Regions from separate parts of the Mus musculus genome. Here region 2 is linked to region 1. The links are chromatin contacts, called in public ChIA-PET maps. All regions are on one chromosome and are shown on one strand. Each heading gives the region's core, a stretch centred on a gene start, on an enhancer-like site or on the middle of the called end of the contact. The rest is flanking DNA. Distances are from core to core; before and after follow the strand shown. Region 1 holds the start of Leng8 (leukocyte receptor cluster (LRC) member 8). Region 2 has its middle 16 kb from the start of Sbk2.

Region 1 (5,869 bases), core at 1,027-3,526:
TGGGATTTAGAGTGGAGTGTGGGCTGGTGCTGGTCTGGAGGCCCAGGGAACAGGTTCTCTAAATATGCTGCCCAGAGACTGTGAATCACCAGCTATGTGAAAATAATAATAAACAAAACAAATAAACAAACATAAATATGCTTACATGTGAGAGGATAAAAACTGCATCTCTTATCCTGGTAATCCTTTGAGGGACCAGCTTCCAGAAAGAAATAAACAAGCAACCCCTGGCTCAGTTAAACGCTGGAGACAAAACTAATCTGCCACAGTGGGACTCTTCCCAAAGACCAGCAGCTCTGTAGGGGAGATGGCAGAGCAGGGTCCTCAAGTGACTACAGAAGCACCAGGGGTATCCCTGGTTCTTGCACAATGCTGGTTTGGATTCCTATGGGTCCTAGTCCTGGCACCTCAGTGTTAATGTAAGCAAGTTATTTGACTCACTGAACCTCTTTTTTTGGTTTTTCAAGACAGGGTTTCTCTGTGTAGCCCTGGCTGTCCTGGAACTCACTCTGTAGACAAGGCTGGCCTCGAACTCAGAAACCCACCTGCCTCTTCCTCCCAAGTGCTGGGATTAAAGGCGTGGGCCACCACTGCCCAGTTTTTTTTTTTTTTTTTTTGTTGTTGTTGTTGTTGTTTTGGTTTGGTTTAGTTTGGTTTGGCTTTTTGTTTTGTTTTTTTGAACCTCAGTTGTGTGGTAAAGCAAATGGGCATCATAAACCCAATAAACAGCTCTTGACAGGATGGGTAAAAAAGCAAGACAAATGCAACATGATGCTCTGGGTTACGCTATGGCGCACCGGAAACATTAGTGAGAAAAAGCGCCCACATCTGCGGCTTAGTTCAGAATATTAGAGCAATGTCAATTTCTTACTTTTAACAAATGAATTTGAGGTGTGGAATCTAGCAATAGGGGAAACTGGGCATAGTGTGCCCAATTCCTGTATTACTTTTGTAATTTCTGTAAACTTAAAATTTATTCTAAAATAAAAGTTCATTATAAAAAAGAGATGGGAAGAAACCTACCAAGCTAACACTAGCAAATGATACAGAGTTATCCAAGTGTTGTTTAATTACCAAAAGTTGCTTGTACAATGTGAGACTGGAAACTGGTCAATTGATGAACAATAATTGATAAGAAGGTAGTCTTATCAATTATTTTAACGGGAGATCCCAAGTTGGGCTGCATAATTCAATCACTCCTACTGTAAACAGTGAGCTTTAAGTGGCGGCCCACACCTTAATCCCATTAAGAGGGAGGCGGGTTTCTGAGTTCCAGGGCCATCCTGATCCTAAAAGATACAGTTCTGCTAGCTGCCACTCCGAGCAGATCTCACCATCCCAACACCCTACAAGGTACCTTTCCAGCGTCACAGTCCAGTGGCTACTCCCATTCCTCAAGCGACGCGTTTCCCGCTTCCTTTGGTTCGCACTCGCTGTTCCCTACGCCAGGTGCGCCTTTCCAATTTTACTCACTAAATAAACCTTCCAAGGGAGGATTCACCTTATCCCATTTCCCTCCACCCGCTTATATATTCATTTATTTTAAATCGTCCTAGCGCAGTGCGCAGCCTCACAACTCCTGTCCCTATGCGTTACATCTGAGAGACTATTGACTGCTGAGTCAAAACTAAGCTGTTGTGAGCGCGCACGAGAGGCTGGGAGGTACTTGTCCCCACGGGGCCACCGTCTAGGGCCAGCTTCCGGCTTGCTGACAAACGCCAACACGCGACTGCGTTCGCGAGACGTGTGGTGGGCGGTTCAAGCCGAGCGGTGACGTCTATTGGCTGTGCGCGACACAGGGCGGGGACAGACGTCCGGGTAACGTCATCACGCCACGGTCAGGACGTTCGAGCCCCAGACTAGAGCCAGCCGGTGACTGAGCGCTGTCTTGGTTGTCTTGAAGCTGCCTTGGACCGCCGGTAACGAGTCCCGGGAGCGAGCGGTCCTAGTGAGTGTGGGTAGTAGTGGGAGGCCTGGCGGGCGAGCACAGGGACGCCTTCGGGCTCCGCGCTCCGCGAGCCCTGGCCTGTTTGGTAAGGCCAACCGACGCCGCGCCCTGCGTCTTTGAAGGGTGTGGCCGCCGGAGCGCCTCTGCGCATGCGCGCCGGGTGTACGCTGGGGGGGGGAGGGGGCGGCTCCCCTACGTGCGCGTGCGCGTCCGCGTCCGCTCTGCTACTGGCCCTGGGAACCCTGCGGTCCCTAGTGCCCTAGACGCACCCCTTGCGGGCTCCATTGACCCGCTGTTACGCTGGCCTTCCTGTTGCCTAGGGCAACCCAGAGAGGCCACCCTCGCAGCGTGGTGCGCAAGCGCGGCCCGGCCGGTGGCTGGTCGCGGGGGACAAGGGAGGTCGCTTGTGTTCAGGGCGGCCTCAACCTCCACCTAGCGTCGTGGACTCCATGCCTGCGGGACAGCCAGGTGCTTCTGAGCTTACAGTCCGTGTTGTTCTCGTCTGTAAATCAGACCCCTTACTCCTAATACCAGTTACGAACACGAGGCTCTCTTTTGTGCATCCCTAGTTAGGACCCCTTGATACCACCCAACGGATTGGGTTTTTTAAAGGCCTTTGAGACCTGTCAGTGCCCCTTAGGCTTCCTATAAGGGTTTCAGTTTCTCCAATAGGCTTCTTTTCTGTAAATCCTGTTGTTTGGACCGCTCCAGCCCTGTTGGCACGGTGCTCAACCCATCCTATTTCTTATGGTACTATCCACCCCACCCCTAATAGTTTAAGAATGTTGTGGGCCTCTGTTATCTGCAGACACCTTACTTGAGTAATTGCCACTTGTTTGCTCCCAAACCAACTCCCACTCCTAGGAACATCCCATACAAGTCTGGAGACTGTAATTGATCTGAGTCTGGTAGGTGCTGCCAGGCAGTGACTTCACAGGAAGGAGTCTCCTGCACCTTCACCTGGCTGCTCAGCGGGATATCCATACTTTACCTTTTTCTTTGAAAACTTTGCTCTATTCTCCAGTGTTCTCCCAGTCTCAATTCCTTCCTCCTCAGAGTATCCCCAAAGGCTTCCCTCTCCCCAAACTTCTTTGTAGCTAGTACTTCAGTCACTGGAGAGCCTTCCTCTTGCTGTAGTAGAAGTATCTTTAGATTTCCTATCCAGGACTGAGGTTTCTGCATCCACCACTTGAGTCAGGTCTCCCTCACAGCCACACTCGTAATGCAAGTCTCAGCTTCTTTGTCTTTCATTTTCATATCCTACAGGCTAGTCTCGGCCTCCAAGGGAGGTGTTTCCTTTCATGCTCAGGTCTCTTCACTCCACACTAGGAACTGATTCTGATTCTTTAAGCTGTTTGTTTTTGAGACAGGACTGTAACTTGTAGCCCAGATGGGTATTGGAACTCCCAAAAGATTGCTGGCATTATGGTCATGAGCCACCACACTTGCTTTCCTTTCCATTCTTTGCCAGTGTTCCCTTCTATGAGATACCCTCTCTTTCTAGCCTATCTTCTCTTGGGGCTAATTGATCTCTTTTCTTATAGACATTTAAAAAGCAGCCTGGCTCCCGAGGTCTATTCCCTACACCCCAAGGTCCAGATGGCGGCCAACGTGGGTGATCAGCGTGCTGCAGACTGGTTAGTAGGGCTAAGGGAACACAGCCCATTGCAAGAGGAACAAGACACAACGGGTCCTTGCACAGCTTGGGGGAAAAATGCTCATTGTGGGGGCTAGGATGGAGGGGCAAGCTTCCCCTTTGAGCTTTCCTTTAATGTATGTGAGCTTATGTGGGTGTGAGTGAGTGTGTGTCACCCATGTTCGTCAAGGTCAGAAGAAGCCTCAGATCCCTTGGAGCTGGAGTTAGAGGTGGCTCTGAGCCATCCGACATGGGTGCTGGGAACAGAGCTTAGTGATATCTGCAAGACTGCTAAATGTTCTTAAGCACTGAGCCACCTCTCCAGCCCCCTCTTAATATCTTTCTGATCCTTCCCTTTTCTTTTTTTAAATTTTTTTTTCATTGTTGGCCATGTCAGAATTCACTGGCTTGTAAAAAACCTGAGTTCTCCTAAAGTCGTAGGTCATGTATAGAATTATGTACATACTGGTTAGCTTTCTGTTTGCTTGGCACATGCTATGTGCCACCTTCAGCTTGGGCTGTGGTGAGTAGGGAGTTTAGCTCTAGAATGCAAGCCTTGGGTTTACTTTTCCCCAACTTTGTCTACCTGTGTATAGATAGGGGAGACCATAACTGTGCTTCGTTGTTGCAGGTCTTCTCAGTACAGCATGGTGACTGGGAACAGCAGAGAAAATGGCATGGAGACTCCTATGCACGAGAACCCAGAGTGGGAGAAGGCCCGCCAGGCCCTGGCCAGCATCAGCAAAGCAGGGGCTACCAGCAGTTCCAAAGCCAGCAGCAGTGGTCCTGTGGCCAGTGCACAAGTGAGAATGGCATGGAGGATTTGGGAACTACAGTGCTGGGCTGGGGCCGTTGCCGAGAGAAGGGTGGGAAGGATGCTGGCTTCCATAGAGGGGAGTGCCATAGGGGGGCTGTAAGCATGTTTTCCTGTTAACTAAATGTAATGAAGGGGGAAAGTTAACTCCTTTGGGTCAACCTGGGCCTGAGTGATCTTAAGGATGATCGTCCCCATCTTTTAAGATGTCTAGTCTTACTGTACAGAGTCTGCACCCTTCTGCAGTTGCTCTGCAGTGAAGGCCTACCCTCTTGGTAGTGTAGTGCCCATGGGCTCCTGTGGCTGGTACTGATGGACACTCCTTTTTCTGCAGTACGTCTCTCAGGCAGAAGCCTCTGCTTTGCAGCAGCAGCAGCAACAATACTACCAGTGGTACCAGCAGTACAACTATGCCTATCCGTATAGCTACTACTACCCCATGGTGAGGACCTGGCTGCAGGGTGGGAGCCTTCTGTCAGGGTGGGCAAATGGTTGGTTGGGGTGAAGACAGACAGCAGCCCCTGACAAAACTGCCAGATTCCTGCTTAGGTCTCATAAGATCTGGCATATCCATTCTGGTCCTTTCCACTGTTGATGCTGACATTTCCACTGCCTCCAGACCCCAGGACATTAGCATGTCCTAGTCCCCTATGCTTTGCTCTCTGCAGCTCACTTCAAGGTTCCTTGCTGCCCAGCGAACACCTTCAAGAGAGCCTCCCATTGCCTTTTAAGTCGTCATCCTGCTTTTCCTTTTCTCTTCCTTGTATTCGTTCATGGTACTTACTGGAGTACATTACCTACTTACCCCATAGCTGTGTGTAGACTTTATTAAAATCTGGGTTTTTGCTTTTCTTTTTGAGTCACGGTTCTCTATATAGCCCAAGTTGACTTTAGGCTTCTCTTCTGCCTCAGTTGCCTGAATGTACACCACCACAACTAGCTTGTCTTTTTTGTTTGTTTGTTTGTGTTGTTGTTGTTTGGGAGGTGTTGTTGATTTTTTAAGACAATGTTTCACTATGTAGTTCTGGTTGGCTTGGAACTCACTGTATAGATCAGGCTTATTCAAAATTCCACAGAAATCTACCTGCCTCTGCCCCATGCCCAAGTCCTGTGATTAAAGGGATGAGCTGTTGCCCCTATCACTTTATCATAGCATTTAAAAGTGTTGGCACTTAGTGTTTCTCACTACCTATTAAGAAGAACTCTGGGTATGATATAAGTGGAATGAAGAGATTTTTGTTTGTGATTACTACTTTTTCTTTCATTCATTCATTCATTTATGAGAATACATGATTACTTCATTGTGTGGTGGAAAAAAGGGCCTGGGGCCCAAAGCCTCTGGAGTTGTACACAGTTCCAAGGGAGGCCAAAGGCATGATGAGCAGCCTCCACTAACTCTGGCTCCCCCTGTGCCTTGGCAGAGCATGTACCAGAGCTATGGCTCCCCCTCCCAGTATGGGATGGCCAGCTC
Region 2 (5,869 bases), core at 1,554-4,053, 810 kb after region 1:
ATTTTTGTTGGTACTTCGTAGCAGTCATTTTGCTACTGGTACAACTCATAATATAAACATCTGATATGTGGGATGTCTTGTGTGACCCCTGTGAAAGATGACCCTCAGGTTGAGAACCGCTGGTTTAGAGGCTCTGCAGCCGGCTGTCATTCCATCTCCGTTAACACTGGCTGGGGAGGGTACTGTTACCACAGCTCAGCAGAGGAGGAGATGCACTCTCAGCCTGGATGCCGGGTGGAGTCCTTGCTAGGGGTAGTCCTGAGCCAGCTACTGAGCCTCTTAGTCTCCGTTCCCCACCTATAAACGGGGATAATAATAGTGTATGTCTCATGGGCATGTGGAGATGACTGGACGGGAACATTTCTGAGCGTGCTTAGGCTCTGCAGGGTACGTGGTGAGAGTGACTGATCTGTTGTCCGTTTTGTGCCCCAGTCCCTGCAGCAGCCTTGATTGGCAACCCAAATCTGTCTCCTCCAGACCCTTTTGAGAGAAGGTTCCATGCATGTAGCCTAATCTGGCATGTCATTCAGTGTGTCATGGATGCCCACGAGCTTCTGACCTTCTTGTCTGCATCTCCCAAGTGCTAGGAATGAAGATGTACAGTATCATACTTGGTTATATGCACCATTGAAGGTTGCACCTAAGGCTTCATGTATACTGGGCAAGCATTCTACCAACTGAATTTCATGTCCAGTTCAGATAGGATTATGTGGCCACATCGAACCAACTGGGCTTGTGTCTAGTCTTGCAGCCTGTATATCTCTGGAATTTTTGTTCATTTCTCAGAGCCTCAGTTTTCTCCTCTGTAAATTGGGAATATTAATCACACTAAGCCCACAGGATGAGGATTACCACTGAGTCAGTTCATGGACAGGCAGAGATGCCAGGTGGTACAGATCCACTTATGAAGACTGCACCCAGGGCTAGTGAGATGGCTCAGTGGGTAGACACTTGCTATGTAAGCCCTGATGGTCTGAGTTTGGTGCCTGGAACCTAAATAATAGAAGGAGAGAACCAACTCTCATAAGTTGTTCCCTAACCTCCATATGCACCCCCAATAAAGTAAATGAATTAATGGAAAAAACCCTTAAAAACAGAAGTGATCCCAGACACAACTATGGCTCTCTATGCCTAGCATGTGAACTCTGTGTGTGTGTCACACACACACACACACACACACAGAGACAGAGAGAGAGACAGAGAGAGAGATAAAGAGAGAGAGACAGAGACAGACAGATAGACAGAGACAGACACAGAGAGAGACACACACAGAAAGAGACAGAGACAGAGAGAGAAGAGAGTACTCTCCTTAGGACTGGGATTTCAGGCATGCACCACCTGAAAACTACTTCCCATCCACATCACTGCGGCCCTGCAAGGGAGGAGTCTTAATCTGCTTTGCAGAAAGGACTCAGGGCCCTCTAGCCCATCATCAAATCCACACAGTAGAGCTGCAACCCAGCCCTGGGACAACAATGGCCATGCCCCTTCTTTGACCTCATCCTGGGGTTCCAGATTAGGACTTTTATGACTCGCCCATCTTAGTGACCAGTGCCTTCCTATATCTGCACCTCTTCTTACTGGTCTGAAAACTGAGGACCAGCTTAGAAGACACTCCACCCCTCTAACTCCAGTTCTGACCCCTGAAACTGTGGCCAGGAAACCAGTCCCTCCTTCTCTTCCCAGATCACGACTCAGAGGTTACTGAAGGTGATGGAGCCTGGCGCCCCTACACTCCTGTAAAGGCCAGTAGGGTCCAGTTACTGATTTGGGCAGGGAATGGGATAATGCCCAGGGGTCTTAATAGATGGACACTCTGGTCCCGCCAACAGGCAAAGGCATATGCAGGGAACTCTCTGGTCCTCAAATCTCATTAAGCCAAAGACTTAAATAACTACTGAGAGCTAAACTTGGGAGGATAGGGCTTCTGCTGCCTTCTCCTTCCTGTCCTGGCTCGTTAGAGTGTCATAGAGCAGTACCCCAGATTGGAAAGACAGCTGTCTCTATCCCTGGTCGGGATCAGGTGGACCCTAGCTACAGATCATCTCTCTGAATCTGCCAGAGAGCCCAACTTGGGGGACAGTCTTTGTCTTTTCTGCAAACCAGAGGTGTGTGGATGTGTGATGGGTGTTCTAAGCCAAGGTCTCTTTACCCCTGGATACCTTCTGCTAGCCCCAAACAAGTGGGTACCTAATTACTCAGTCATCCTATCCTTGTTTGGCTGAGCAGCTAAGCCCAAACATCTGGCTCCAGGGCCCACAGCCAGGATGGGTAGCCAGCCCCACCCGCTGCTGGCCCTGACCCTCGACACCTCCCTCAGGACAGCTGAGCTCTGTGTCTGCTTGCCAGCTTGCAACAAGCCCAGAACAGTAGCTGCATAGAACTAGCAAGCTCAATGGGTGTAGATAAACTATAAACTTGAGCTCCACTAAACACACACACACACACACACACACACACACACACACACACACACACACATCACAGCATACACCACACACATATGCACACATACACATCAAAACACACCACACATACACATCAAAACATATAACACACACACACACACACACACACACACACACACACACACACACACACACACACACAAAGCAGGAGCAAAGACAATGTCTCCAGTCAGATAAAGCAAGATGTGTATCTGTCATGATCCACCTGGGCTATGACTATTGACAGAGAAAACTCTAAAGAATGGATCAGATAAACCCCGGTGCTAGGAAGCCTATTCAGAACACTGGGTCTGTATTGCAACATCACACCCTGAACTGCGGGCACGAAACATCCAGCGTCGACTCCTCCGAGGTTGGTCAGGAAGCCACTTCTAAGACCTGTCAAAACCCCCTACATCTTAGCACATGTAGTTAACATTTGTTAGCTGGGGCTGAGGATGTGGCTCAATTGGTAGAGTGCTTGCCTTGCTTGCACAAGGCCCTGTGTTTGATCCCCCACACTGCATAAATTGGGTTTAGTGGGTGTGTGCCTTTAATCTCAGGCCTAGGGGACAGAGGAAGGAAGATTAAAAGTTGAAGGGCATTCTTGGCTGCATAGGAAGTTTGAAGTCAGCCTGGCTTACAAAAGACTGTCTCAAAACAAATAAACCAAGCAAGCAAGCAAGCAAGCAAGCAAACAAACAAAAACCTAAAAAAGAAACAAACGGACAAAAACCTTACCTATGAAGAGGGCCACTGGGCTTTTTGTCTCTCTGTACTAGGCTATTTGGCTGTGAGTTTTGACCTTCTTTCCTGCAAGAGGCATGGGTAGTGGGCAGTTGTTGTTGTTTTTTTTTTTTTTAAGTTCCTAGTAGGTGGCATACACCTTTAATGCCAGCACCAGGTGGATCTCCCATGCCTACATAGTAAGACCCTGTCTCAAAGAGGGGGCGGGGTGGGAGAGAGGCAGAGAGATAAAGAAAACCTGACCTTGAACTCACAGAAGCTCACTTGCCCAGCTTGTATGTGTTTTGCCTGCATGCGCGTCTGTATTCTGAGGGTGTGCCTGCTGCCCACAGAAGCCTGAGGAAGGAAGGCATCAGATCCCCTGGAACAGGAGTTATCGGTGGCTGTGAGCTGCCACATGGGTTCTGGACCCGGGTCCTCTGCAAGGTCAGCAAATGTTCTTAACTGCTGAGCCGCTTCTCCAGCCACCTGGCCGTGAGCACATTAAGATAACTGTCGTATTCATCGTGATCTAACCTAAGACTGTGTTCTGCCCACACCACCCCCACAAGTGGAAATCCATGGCTCTTAGCAGTCTTAGCCTCAGGACCTCAGCTGCTACCTCAGCAGCTCCTTTCTGACTTACTACAGGCCGTCGTCTGTTCTAGACATTTCCTGTGGCTGCAGTTGCCACCTGTGGTCCCCTGTAGCTGCTTCTGTGACCCTCGGGAGGGTGTGTGCCCCGTCCATTCCTCTACCGGGCCTGGCAGCCTCCCATGCACAGATGAGCCACACGGGGTTCATGCATTGGTTCGTCAGATGTTTGAGTTGTCTCCACTCTCTGGTAACACTGCTGTGACCATGTGTGTGCACGCGTGTGCGGCCTTTGTATGTGTGTGCATAGACGTGAGGACACTCATGTATGCGTGGAAGCTGGCAGTCCATGCCTGCTGCCTTCTTCAATCGTTTTCCACTTTTTAAAAACAAAAACAAAACTGAGTTTCATCCCTGTATATAATGGATCTTGGTCATTTTCATTCCGTTTTCCTCCTTCATGCCCCTCCCCTCCTGACGGAGCCTTTCTTCCCAGCTGGTTTTCTTATTTTCACGTTTGCTTTTAATGTTCTCACTGAGTTTAATTGTGGCTGCTTGCAACGCTGAAGAAAATGACTTCCCCTTTACTCCTCTCAACAATTAACTACTAGGAACCATTCAGAGGGATAGGGTGGGGGCCCACTACGGGCCCAGCCTGGTGCAGATAACCAGTGGCCAGGTCATGTCTAGAATATCCGGAAAGCAGTGTCTCAAAACACTCCTCCCCACTCTCCCATTCTCACCATCTTTTCTTCCTTCAAGTTGGACAGGGTGATTTAGATGTCCAGCTGAGGGTTGAACACTCAGACCCTTGTTCTCAGCACTTATACCAGTTGGGTTTCTCTGTTAAACTCAGGTCCACTGCAAAAATCCACCTGATTCTCCTCCCTCCCCCACCCCGACACACAAGGTTTCTCTGTGTAGCCCTAGCTGTCCTGGATCATTCTGTAGATCAGGCTGGCCTTGAACTCAGATCTATCTGCCTCTGCCTCTCGAGTGCTAGGATTAAAGGCGTGCCCTGCCACCACCTGGTTTACCTGTTTTTGGTTTTGTTTGGGAGGGCTTCTGCGGCTTATGTTTTTGCACATAAACCTCTGGGGGAGTCTTGACCTTCGGCCTAGAGATTACAGTGCAGTTCTGAGGGTTCCAGACATTAGCTGGGAAGTCAGGTGACAGAAACAATGATTCAGACCAATCACATGATTACAAAGCTGGGTTCTCCAGCAGGGCTCCTGGTAGTCGGGTGTGGATGTCTAAGGAAGCAGTGATGTGGGAGGGGAACGCACTGGGCTGGCCTTGAGCCGCCTGGATGACATCAGGGACAGAGGACCTAGCAGCTGGTGGCTCCAGGGATCTCCAGTCCACGCTTTACTTGGCCAGGGGGTTCCTGAAGGACCTGCTGCAAACTTGGCTTTGCTGCCCAGCTCTTCCTCGATTCTAAGGATCTGATTGTACTTGGCCAGGCACTCAGATCGGCAAGGGGCACCAGTCTTGATCTGCCCAGTGCAGAGCCCCACCACTAGGTGGGCAATGAAAGTGTCCTCAGTGGAGGTCGATGAGACACCATGACGCCCCAGCCGTTGGACTGGGCCAGCGTACACGCCTGCAGGAACTGTCACAACCATGACGCCCAGCCGTTGGCCTGGGCCAGCGTACACGCCTGCAGGGACTGTCACAGAGCCGATCTGGTTCACTTTGAGCAGGAGGCATTTGCAGGACTTCTCCCCTGCAGCCTTGTCAATCTGCTTAGGGTTGGTCACTGTGAGGTCACCGTCCAATGTCTGGATCCCTGCACTAGCTGTGAACCTTTGGAAACAGTCTCTCACTAACCCTGGAGTTCACCTCCCCAGGAATTGAAGGCACATTCTGGCTGCACGTGGCTGTTCATGTGGGTGCTGAGAGCCTGGTCTCTGGTTTTTATGCAGGCTGAGCCATCTCCTTTGTACCCTGTGTGGCCTTTTGTCCTGGCCTTGTCTCCTGGGTATATACCTAGAAGTGGAATTGCTGGGTCTGGTGTAGCTCCTTGTTGGAAGTTACATATATATGATGTGTGTGTGTGTGTGTGTGTGTGTGTGTGTGTGTTGCACACACATGCCACGACA

Evidence for each region. ChIA-PET counts read pairs in DNA pulled down with a chosen protein or histone mark.
Region 2: a contact with region 1 is called in an RNA polymerase II ChIA-PET map of memory CD8 T cells, with 22 read pairs. The contact joins the enhancer-like site here to the promoter of Leng8 in region 1. A contact is called at or near these places in 1 of 39 promoter capture datasets (liver), 1 of 15 datasets of contacts at CTCF or cohesin (embryonic stem cells), 1 of 484 Hi-C or Micro-C datasets (CD4 T cells) and 2 of 115 datasets of contacts at active chromatin or transcription factors (double positive thymocytes and memory CD8 T cells).

What each region holds. Positions count from the first base shown.
Region 1 is chr7:4,135,204-4,141,072 of GRCm38.p6, forward strand. It overlaps Leng8 (leukocyte receptor cluster (LRC) member 8), which reads left to right and starts at 2,277. Exons shown (of 16, transcript NM_001374609.1): 1 at 2,277-2,416; 2 at 3,493-3,585; 3 at 4,216-4,387; 4 at 4,733-4,840; 5 at 5,820-5,869. The coding sequence starts at 3,548. D030047H15Rik (RIKEN cDNA D030047H15 gene) reads right to left here and starts at 1,723. Exons shown (of 3, transcript NR_033548.1): 1 at 1,358-1,723. It overlaps Ttyh1 (tweety family member 1), which reads left to right. Exons shown (of 14, transcript NM_021324.6): 14 at 1-204.
Region 2 is chr7:4,945,763-4,951,631 of GRCm38.p6, forward strand. No RefSeq gene overlaps it. Among named protein-coding and RNA genes, the nearest start is that of Sbk2, 16 kb to the right of the region's middle. Within about 2 kb of position 2,804, at least 29 of the 459 cell types and tissues checked have an H3K27ac peak or open chromatin away from gene starts, as enhancers often do.